2 separate regions of the Gossypium hirsutum genome follow, and region 1 is linked to region 2. The links are chromatin contacts, called in public Hi-C maps. All regions are on one chromosome and are shown on one strand. Each heading gives the region's core, a stretch centred on a gene start, on an enhancer-like site or on the middle of the called end of the contact. The rest is flanking DNA. Distances are from core to core; before and after follow the strand shown. Region 1 has its middle 6.8 kb from the start of LOC107913336. Region 2 holds the start of LOC107913337 (protein NOI4).

The links. Hi-C and Micro-C count contacts between places; a contact is called where the count stands out from the background.
Region 1: a contact with region 2 is called in a Hi-C map of leaf, with 3 times the contacts expected there. The contact joins the enhancer-like site here to the promoter of LOC107913337 in region 2. A contact is called at or near these places in 2 of 34 Hi-C or Micro-C datasets (leaf and seedling).

Annotation. Positions count from the first base shown.
Region 1 is chrA13:92,393,742-92,398,889 of Gossypium_hirsutum_v2.1, reverse strand. No RefSeq gene overlaps it. Among protein-coding and RNA genes, the nearest start is that of LOC107913336, 6.8 kb to the left of the region's middle. Within about 2 kb of position 3,004, at least 7 of the 9 cell types and tissues checked have an H3K27ac peak or open chromatin away from gene starts, as enhancers often do. A contact at or near this core is called in leaf, where this site is marked.
Region 2 is chrA13:92,163,148-92,168,751 of Gossypium_hirsutum_v2.1, reverse strand. It overlaps LOC107913337 (protein NOI4), which reads left to right and starts at 3,586. Exons shown (of 3, transcript XM_016841891.2): 1 at 3,586-3,742; 2 at 5,351-5,533. The coding sequence starts at 3,737.

The DNA of each region.
Region 1 (5,148 bases), core at 1,755-4,254, 230 kb before region 2:
AAAACATTGCCAATCAGCTGCTAGATTCATTTACTGACCTAAAGAGAATTATAAAATCTCACATTCCAGCTGAAAATGCTCCAATACGATTTGATATCCCAATAAGGCAAATTGTTAGTGCAAAAGAAAGTAATCCACGCCTGAGCGTGGAAGGCCAATCGGTTCTAAAGATAAAAATCCTCGTAAAAGGAAAGGAGCAATTATTCAAGATGGTAATATTGTGGAGGCAAGTACCCCAGAAGAGGCCAAAGATATAACTAATCAAAAAACCCCAGAAGAGGTTCAGGTACCTGAAAATGGTGATAATGAAGAAATCTCAATAAGTTATATTACTTCAGGAAAAAGATAGAACCAAAAAAATATAGTTGCCAACAACAATTTTGCTTATAATGTTGCTATTGAAATAGCAAAAGAAAATGAGGATCCTGAGCCTAAATCTATTGAGGAATGTAGAAATAGAAAAGACTGGCCAAAATGGAAAGACGCAATTCAAGCAGAATTAAATTCACTTTCTAAACGTAAGGTTTTTGGACCTATAGTCCAAACCCCTAAATATGTAAAGCCGGTAGGATATAAATAGATATTTGTACGAAAACCAAATGAGAAAAATAAAGACGTAACATATAAATCACGGCTTGAAGCACAAGGATTTTTGCAAAGATCCAACATTGATTATGAAGAGACATATTCTCCTGTGGTGGATGCAATCACGTTTAGATACCTTATTAGTCTGGCAGTATGTGAAAAACTTGACATGTGTCTAATGGATGTTGTTACAGCCTATTTGTATGGTACACTTGATAGTGAAATTTATATGAAAATCCTAGAAGGATTTAAAATTCCTGAAGGATATAGAGTTTCCCAGGAAAATTTCTCAATCAGATTAAAGAAAAGTTTATATAGATTAAAACAATCTGAACATATGTGATACAATCGTCTTAGTGAATATTTGTTAAAAGAAGATTATAAAAATGATCCAATTTACCCATTTGTTTTTATAAAAAAGTCTGAATCAAACTTTGTGATAATTGTTATTTATGTTGATGATCTAAATATTATTGGAACTCCTGAAGAGCTTCAAAATGTAGTAAATTATTTAAAGAAAGAATTTGAGATGAAAGATCTCGGAAAAACAAAATTTTATCTTGGCCTACAGATCGAGCATTTAAAAGATGGAATTCTTGTCCATCAGTCAACTTATACGAAAAAGATCTTAAATAAATTTTATATGGATAAAGCACATCCATTGAGTACCCCGATTGTTGTACGATCGTTAGATGTGAATAAATATCAATTTTGTCCTTGTGAGAATGATGAAGAGTTTCTTGGTCCTGAAGTACCATATCTAAGTACCATAGGAGCATTGATGTATCTTGCAAATAACACAAAACCTGATATAGCTTTTGCTGTAAACTTGTTAGCAAGATTTAGTTCTTCTCCAAAACGTAGACATTGGAATGGAATTAAACATGTATTTAGATATCTTAGAGGGATCATTGATATGGGGTTATTTTATTCAAATGATTCAAAATCCCTATTAGTTGGTTATGCTGATGCTGGATATTTATCGAATCCACATAAAGGTCGATCTCAAATGGGATATTTATTTACATGTGGAGGTACTACCATTTCATGGCGTTCGACAAAGCAAACATTAGCTGCTGCCTCTTCAACTCATACTAAAATAATTGCAATGCATGATGCAAGCCGAGAGTGTGTTTGGCTAAGGTTATTAACCCAACATATCCAAAAGATATATAATTTGCCTTTTACAGGAAAATATTCCAGCTATCTTATACGAAGATAATGCAGCATGTATAGCTCAATTAAAGGGTGGTTATATCAAAGGTGACAGAACGAAACATATTTTACCAAAATTATTCTTCACTCATGATCTTGAGAAGAAAGGTGACATAGAAGTTCAAAAAATTTGTTCTAGTAATAATTTAACAGATCTTTTTACCAAGGCATTGCCAACTTCAACATTTGAAAGACTACGAAATAATATTGGAATACATCTACTAAAAGATATAATGTGACATCGTCATTAGGGGGAGTCTAAAACACATTGTACTCTTTTTCTTTAACCAAGGTTTTGTCCCACTGGGTTTTCCTGGTAAAGGTTTTTAACGAGGCAACTTGTAATATGAGATTGTGTACTCTTTTTCCTTCATTAGGTTTTTATCCCACAGGGTTTTTCCTAATAAATTTTTTAATTAGGCACATTCTTACTTAAAAGATATCCAAGGGGGAGTGTTGTAAATTAAATGGATGTCTATAACCCCCTAAGCATATTAAAGTAATGAGATAAAACTTTTTACTTCATTTATAATCAAGAGATCATTAAATGGAGTAATTAAGAAAACCTAGTTCATTAAATGTAATACATTTATTAATTGAATGTAAATGAGCTTATAAATAGCACATTGTAAGTGAAAATACGACAATGAAAAATTCTCTCGTATTTTCATCCACTTTTATTTATTGTTTTATTAATTTTTCTATAACAGTAATATTAAAATGATGATATGTCTATTAATGTGGCTTGCCACTTGTCGCACTATGAACTTCTCCGTCTATGATTGTTTCTTATTTTACATGAAAGTTTTTTTTAGAATAGGTTAATTACAAAAATAGTTATTTATATTTGTTTAAGTTTACTCTTTGGTCACTGATATTTTAATTGTTATAATTTGGTTATTAACATTGTCAATTTATAACAGTTTATCATTGTGCCATTAACCAAGGTGTAATAGAAATTAGACATGGCACAAATTGTTTCGTTAAATACTGATGTTGCTTCCATTTCATCGCCATATAATTTAAACAAATTATAACCCTTTATTTTTTTTTTACTTTATTTTATTTTTGGTAAACTACAAAAAAACCCAAATGCCAATAATTACTTACAATCTCATCTCTACCAAGCCCCCTGGTAGCACAACCATCTTTTTGCTTTCACCCTCACCACTACTATCACCACCATCATAACTCCACCGGTTCTTTGACCACTGTCTCTTTCAACTTTCAAACTCACTTTCTCGCCACCAACCCATGGTCATCGTTGCTCTCCCCTCAACCCACTCTTGACCTCAGCGACACCCACAACCTTCCACCCTTACCCTCCATTGCTTTACCCATCACCATCTCTCAAACTCACATAACCCCTAAAACCAACAATCATTTACCATCAAGCAACAACAAAAAAAATCAAGAAAAAAGAAGAAGAGCACTCCGCTACATATTTGGTGGTTTCCAAGATGTTTTAGGACAATCTCGAGGGTGAAGAAAGGAATTCCGATGCGGAGAATATCCTACCTCGAACCCAGGGAGATTCAACAGATGGATTTATATATTAGAGGCGTTAAGGTTCGAAAATGGGTTTCAAGATTCGAAGATCTTGAGTAGCTTTTCATGGAATATGACTTAAGAAAGGGAGCGAGGAAGTGTGATGTGGTATATTTTTCGAAAAAGAAAATAGAAGAAGGAGAAGAAAATTAGAGAATGAATAGAAAGAATTGAGAGATGGGATAAATCAATTCATATGTAATTTCATAATTTTAGCATCCAAAGCATGCTGCGTATAAGAAAGGAGAGAAAATCAAAACAGGTGTACAACCCGTATTTTGTGGATCATTAGGCCAGCTCCTCTACGCAGTGTTTCATTATTACACTTGGTGAAACATATCCTTTAGACAAAAATAAATAATAGAAATAAAATAAAAAAAATAATAGGACTTAAAACCCAAAATAGTTGTTGCATAAATCGTTCCATATCAACTACCTCTTGCCCAAAATAAGATCCTTGTCCTCAAGGATTGAAGGTTGAAACACGCTATCCCAGATCTGGTAGGTCCTCTTAAGTTGAATTATTAGTAAATGTATTTGTACATTGGACTAACACCTGAGTCACAGCTTGTGAGCCCTTCTTAACCATCCTTCGGTCCAAAACATAAACTGGTTTCTTTGGTAGAGTCCCATCAAGTCCCATATGAGGTAGGCCTAGTTGACTAGAAGACTTACCTATATGTTTCTTGAATAATGAGACGTGGAACATATGGTGAATTTGTGCTCCAGCAGACTTCAGGCTATAAGCTGCCTTGCCAATTTTGGCCTCCATCGGATAAGATCCATAGAACCGAGGAGATAACTTTTGGTTCAAAGTTTTTCTAAGAGTATGTGATAATAAGTGTAACACCTCATACTTGACATGATTTCTGGACCTGGTTATGAAGCGTTACAATGGATTAGGTTCACCTATACTTAATGAATCTATGCTAACATAACTGATATTAAACAAACTATGTAAATAACCTAATAATAAAATAATAATAATTCTTACAACCAAGGCCCTAGCCACTGAATAATATTGGTTTTCAAATTTCTGTTGCTAATCAATATGTTTGCTTACAAAGAAATTCTTAAAATTTAGCTAAGGACTATCTGTCTTGAAAATCCAGATTCTAATTGTGCTATTTGGTTTCGTTGCTAGTGATTTTGAGGTGAAGCCTCCAATAGTATCCTATTCCTATGTGCATGACTTGATCAACAACGATCCCCGATCTCCGCTCCATCTGGCTTGGTCCCTCCTCTGAGTCCTCAATCACCTTCGCAAATCCTGCGAACAAAAGCCATCCACTTGTAAGTTTGATTGAACATAGTGAGTTCCTTCACTGCACCATAATTAAACCCTATCATATGAGGGTAGCAAATTTAAAATATAATAAACATAAATCAATTGCCTGCTCGTCCAAGGCGACTTTTCTTTATCAGGGTGGCGGACTCCACCTGTAACACCCCAAACCCGGCCTAGGCATTTTGGTCTAATCTAGAAATGTCACAGAGAATGTGTTTAGTTACGTAAGATCATTTCATTTATTTAACTCATATACTTTATGTCTATTTTTGAAAACGTTATTTAATTAGTTTATTTGCCAAAACCTATTTTTACAGTAGAAGCCTAACAAACCGATACATTTTAGAAATCCAGTTCGTATTTTTAGAAAAACCTCTTTTGCGTAAAAATCGTTGATTTCATAAAATAATTTTGCAAGGCATGCAAATTATTATCAAGCCAAAAATCAACAGTTAAAAATCATAAAGTCCAAAGAGTCCCAGAAATTACAAACTTTCAGAATAAAACCAAAA
Region 2 (5,604 bases), core at 2,337-4,836:
GAGGGGGTTGGGTTACTCCTGCGGGGATTCTGGTTCCTCCGGTAGGGGATTTGGTTGTAGGTGTTAGGAGGATGACCCATCTAAATAGAATAATGAATGCGGAGGCATTTGCATCACCCATATGAAGGTGTTTAAATCCTATAAGGCAATGAGGATTAGTAAAAAGAAGAGCTCCCCGATGGCCCCTTGTGCGATCCCTCATGTGACGGTGGCCTATAGATCGACGGTCCACTCGGAGTAATCAGGAATAGAGATGAATCGGGCCATGCATTCTAACCTGCCATAGGACTGGAAAAAGGAAACATATAAGGGTTAGGATACATAAAAGGGCTAGGATACGCACCTGACATAATCTGAAAAGGCTGTGATGTGGGTGTCGTCAGTTGAAGTATTGGGCCCGGTGACTGTGTTAGCACTATTGATGGGCCTGGTGATTGTATGAGCGCTGTTGATGGGTCTAGTGATTGTGTGGGTACTGTTGATGAGCCCGCATCGTTATCCCTTCTTCTTGGATTTAAATGGCCCTGTCGTTCCCTTTCAACATAAATTTGCCATTACCTCTCATCTTTTGACAGTAAATATGGCTTGTCATGGATCCTAAACCATGGTATGTATTCCGGCACGCACGCTAACTCTGGAACGATGATTGATTCCCGAGTAGGTATGTAATCATACCGATTTTCCTACATTTCAATATATGCTGAACAATATCTCAGCCAATCCGTATGCAACTGTTGTAAGTCAACTTCGTTTTCATCATCGAACACTTCAGGTGTCATAAGAATCGGTTGTCGGAATCCAAATTGCCGTAATACTCTATCCGACTGATGCATCTCTACGGTGGCATAGTTGACCAATGGGACCTTCACATGCCAAATGTTCGGATTTTGAAAGTATTCATCCGGAATTACTGCCCGAATTGTCTAATCCTCGTATGGTGTCCATTGAAACTATATGAACATGATAAAAAATATTAGTTATATACAGAATACTAAATACTAAATACTAAATACGAATCGACTATTTTATTATGTATATCTATTTTATTTAATACTTACTTGTGTTTCCGACCGTTGGTCTAATAGAAGCCGTATATCTTCAAGAGAGGTAGGTAATCCAACATAAATTGCCGAACGGTTCCACCTAATTAAATAAATTTTTAGCATACGATTATATTTTAAATCTACGTAATAATTGTAAAATCTAATATAAAATTTACCTCGTTATGAGTGGTAATGTATATGATTGGTCCACTCGAGGACTTAAAAACTGAAAGCGAAACCGTGCCCATGATTGCGGTAGTGATAGGCAACCTCCGATTTTGGCTTTATTCGGTCGCGTCGCCCTGCACATCTCTTGGTACAATGTTGCCAACACGGCAGATCCCCAACTAAATTCACCAGCTACTCTAAAATCAATGAGTTTCAGCAACTATCTCAGATGTACGAGGTTTCGTGACAAGTCCGGCATCAGATAACCTACAATTATCTCAAGAATGTATGCCTGAGCATATCGTATTCTTTCTAGTTCAGTCGAATCATTATCCGGCTTTAAGAATGTGTCTCGTAACCAGCCCATCTCGATCCGACCTCCGTTAATATTATTCGGAATAGTACCCAAAAGCTCGTAGCATATGGCTCCCCAATCAGTAGATTGAGTGGACCCGGCGACTGCGTACCCATCCACCGGCAATCCCAATTGCAAATGCATGTCTTCTAAAGTGATAGTACACTCTCTGCATGGAAGATGGAATGTGTACGTCTCGGGTCTCCACCTCTCTATCAATGCACTAATGAGTTTCGAGTTCAACTTGCACCCTAGGCCTATCATGGCCACGTGCCAAAAACCCGCTTCCCGCAGGTAATTCTCTATCAATGGTGATGGAGGACCAGATATATTATGGATATAGCATTGCAACACCCGATCTACAGACTTTTATAAAAAATTATAAAATAAAAATGAATTAAAATTGCATAAATAAATAAAAATCTTAAATAATATTGAAAAATTAAATTTAACACTTACCATTTTCATTTGTTTGACGGAGTTGTGTTTATTATCAAGACGAATTAATTCTCCTGCCATTGCTAACAAGATCGAATATTTTTATATTTTAAAAAATTATTCAGAAAAAATTTAAATAGAGCTTTTTTACAAAAATTAAAAAGAGCTTTCAGAGAAATTTGAGAGAAATTTGAAAGAATATTGAAAGGATGAAACGGGGGTGTTATAGTTTTTCTTTTTACCGTTGGGGGTTCAAATGGTCAAAAAAAAGGACCGTTGGGGGAGGGGGTAAAACGGGCAAAACGCTCCCCCAAGGACGAGTTTTACTGACATGTCACCTGAAATCGCGCTGACGTGGACGGAATTCAGCCCTTTCTGGTAAATAATAAAAATATTGGCCCATTTCCATAAATATTAAAAAAAGACTTTATCTTGTAAATTACCCAAAAATATATATATACGTATTAACACAAAAATAATTTTTGTTTATATGGGATGGCTGAATCTATAATGCTGCCTTTTATTACCCCTTTTTTCCTCTCTCAAAAGGGAAAAAGAAAAACCCCTCAAAGAAAAAGAGGAAAGAATATCTTTGACAAAAATATATATATATATATATATTATAAAGAGAGAATCTTATTGTATCTTCTACTAAAATTAAAGAATATATAAAAAATCAAACTATTTTCATTGGCTATAATGAGCATCTTTTATATAATTTAATCAACAACTAGAATTGACATTTGCATCTAATTTCTCATAAATAAAACAACTCATACTTTTATTAGCTTCCAACTCAATTTCTACATTTCCAACTTCACGTTTTTTTAGTTTTATAATCAAATCCAATTTTTTTTTTTATTTTTATTTGGTACACTAATTTGTGCCAAAGTTTTTAACTTGAAAAAAATTGTTATTAAATTAATAATCCTCTACTACTAAATATCAAAACAAATACTTTCTTCAAATGAATTTTGTTTTTAAAAAATAAATTTATTAATTTATTCAATGAATAGAACCATATAATTAAAATAAAAAAAATAATAAATAAGAATAAAAAATTTATTTGATTTAAAAATTAGAAACTTTGATAAATTTAAACGGATTTTTTATTATGTTAATATTCATTGCAATAAATAAAATAGAATTTGAACCAACCCTAAAAATAAAACAAGTCCCATCTATTTATTCATGTATCTCTTAAATGATTTTGAAATAAAATTTCAACACGCATGAATAAAATAATTTCATGAAAAATAATCAATCAAAAAAAATTATTTTTAGATAATTTAAAATTTGAAAGGTTTTGAATCATTATACTATATTTTAAAAATATCAAAATTAGTAATTACTTTTTTTAAAGAAAAACAAATTAATTAAATTAATCCTCAAAACTCTAAATTGGTGAACAGCGCCAGCAAATCATTTGTCAACATCTGTCACCGCGCCGTTTGCCAGCTCATCTTACCGTTCCCCGTTATTTGTGCACCTTCCACGTCATCATTCACGGTTCCACTGACGGCTCAATTTAACCCTTCCGTTAACCGTCAAAGCTAACGTGGTTTACCCCAATTCCGTTATATATTATTTTTTTCCTGTCCTTCCTCGTTTCTAATTCACATTTTCTCGTCTAAAAAATTTCATTTTTTTTCCTTTCTCTTTATAAGCTATCATTCTCTCTCTCTCTCTCTCTCTCTCTCATTACGAGAAGGGGTTTCTCTTTCAAGAATTCATGTCGGTATGTAATCACTTTTTGTTTTTGTTTTTAAAAAATCCGTTTAAATTTGTTGAAAAAAAGGTTTAGTTTTGTTGTTTGGTTTGATTTTCTTGTTTGTGATGGTTTTGAGCTTTTGAGATTGTTTTGATTCATTTGTTTTTGGGTTTTTGATTCTTGTTTTTATTGTATTTTCCCTTTAAAAAAGAATCAAGCTTGATGTTGTTGCTAATCATAGCGTTTTTTTAAAAGGCACGTTTTTAGTGTATTATTAAAAATTTACCCTGTTTTATATGCTTTTTTGTTTCTGTTTTTCTTTGACGAGTTTTGCTGGAAACTGGTTTTGAGCTTTTCCTTTTATTTAAACTGATGAATTGTATACCATTTGAGCGAGTTCCTTCTGTAATAGCATGATTTATGGTGGGAAATTTGTTTTCTTTTTAAATGTAATTTTATTCCATTAGAACTTTGGAGGATGGAAGTTAGATTCATATTGAATGAAAATGGAATGCATTAGGAAATGGCTGAGTTAGAATATTGATTAGCTTTTTTTGGGAATGTTTTGATGCTCTAATAGCTTCATCATTGATGTCATAAGCCTATAAGTTTGTTCATGTTCTGAAGTGAATGAAATTTTCTATCCACCACATAATTAGAGAGTTCTTTCTGAGATCTATGGCAATGATTCTCCCCAAAGTTGTGACCTAATTTATGCTGGGATTTCCATGAATTGATATAATTTTGATTGTTAGCATATGTCACTTCGAGTTCGACTTTTTGGCCGATTCCTTTTTTATCTTGTTTTTAAGATAAGCGAAGCTTTTCACTGCATTTCATGTTATATGCTTTTATATGGTAACTTTTTCATTTCCTTAAATGATTATTGTGATTTGTACAATTATTGCTTACTGTAAAGATTCTGCTTTACCTGTGTAATTGGTTGTATTGTTGCTATCTCGGTTTGTCTTTTTATTTTCACTGTTGTACCCACCAAGCATCTCCCTGTGAATAATAATAGTCACCAGTCAGTCATTGTATAGTTGTATAAAACAGTTTGTTTCATGAACCATTTATGATTGTTTTTGTTAGGCATATCCTACTTTTAAGAAATATTGAATGCTTGTAATCTTAGACCCAGTTTTATTTTCGGTTTGTGTAAGTGATCAATAACCAGTGTTTGGTTAATTTTAAACATGGACCAAGGTCTGTTTAGGCCCTACAAATGAGATATAATAATTCAAATTCAAAATGGTACCTGACTGCGGAAAGATCGCCTTCCGCATTGCTAAGCATGACAATTGATTTTGCAGTTGTTAAATAAAGTATTCTTTTAAGCTGAAACTGATGTTAGAGCCTGCTAGTGTCAAGGAAACTTTTCTGGCATTTAGAGGTCGGATTGTCTCAGTGATGTTATTTCTATTTGTAGTTTAGCTAATGAAGTGGTTGCTTGTTCGGACCAAAATAGATCGACCATTGTGTTTTGATTTCAAGAAATTTACAAGTCTATAATGACCTGGAAGTGAAAAACATCCATCTGTAGTTTGCTACTCTGATGTTTTGTATATCTATCTACCTACTGTGATCACAAGGACCTTCATTTGAGCGTTAAACTTTTTCTTTTTTCCCTGATAGGAAAAGGGTCGGCCTTTGCCAAAATTTGGTGAATGGGATGTCAATGATCCTGCATCAGCTGAGGGATTTACTGTGATCTTTAACAAGGCGAGGGACGAGAAGAAAACAGGTGGCAAACCCGAATCACCATCAGGAGGTGATCCTCATCTTAAGCCTGGAGCGGATCCCAGCAAAACCCAGCCTGTAAGTAATCTCTAACGTAGGAGTGACTCATAATCAACGATAGTTTGTGTGAATGTGGCACCATTTTCATC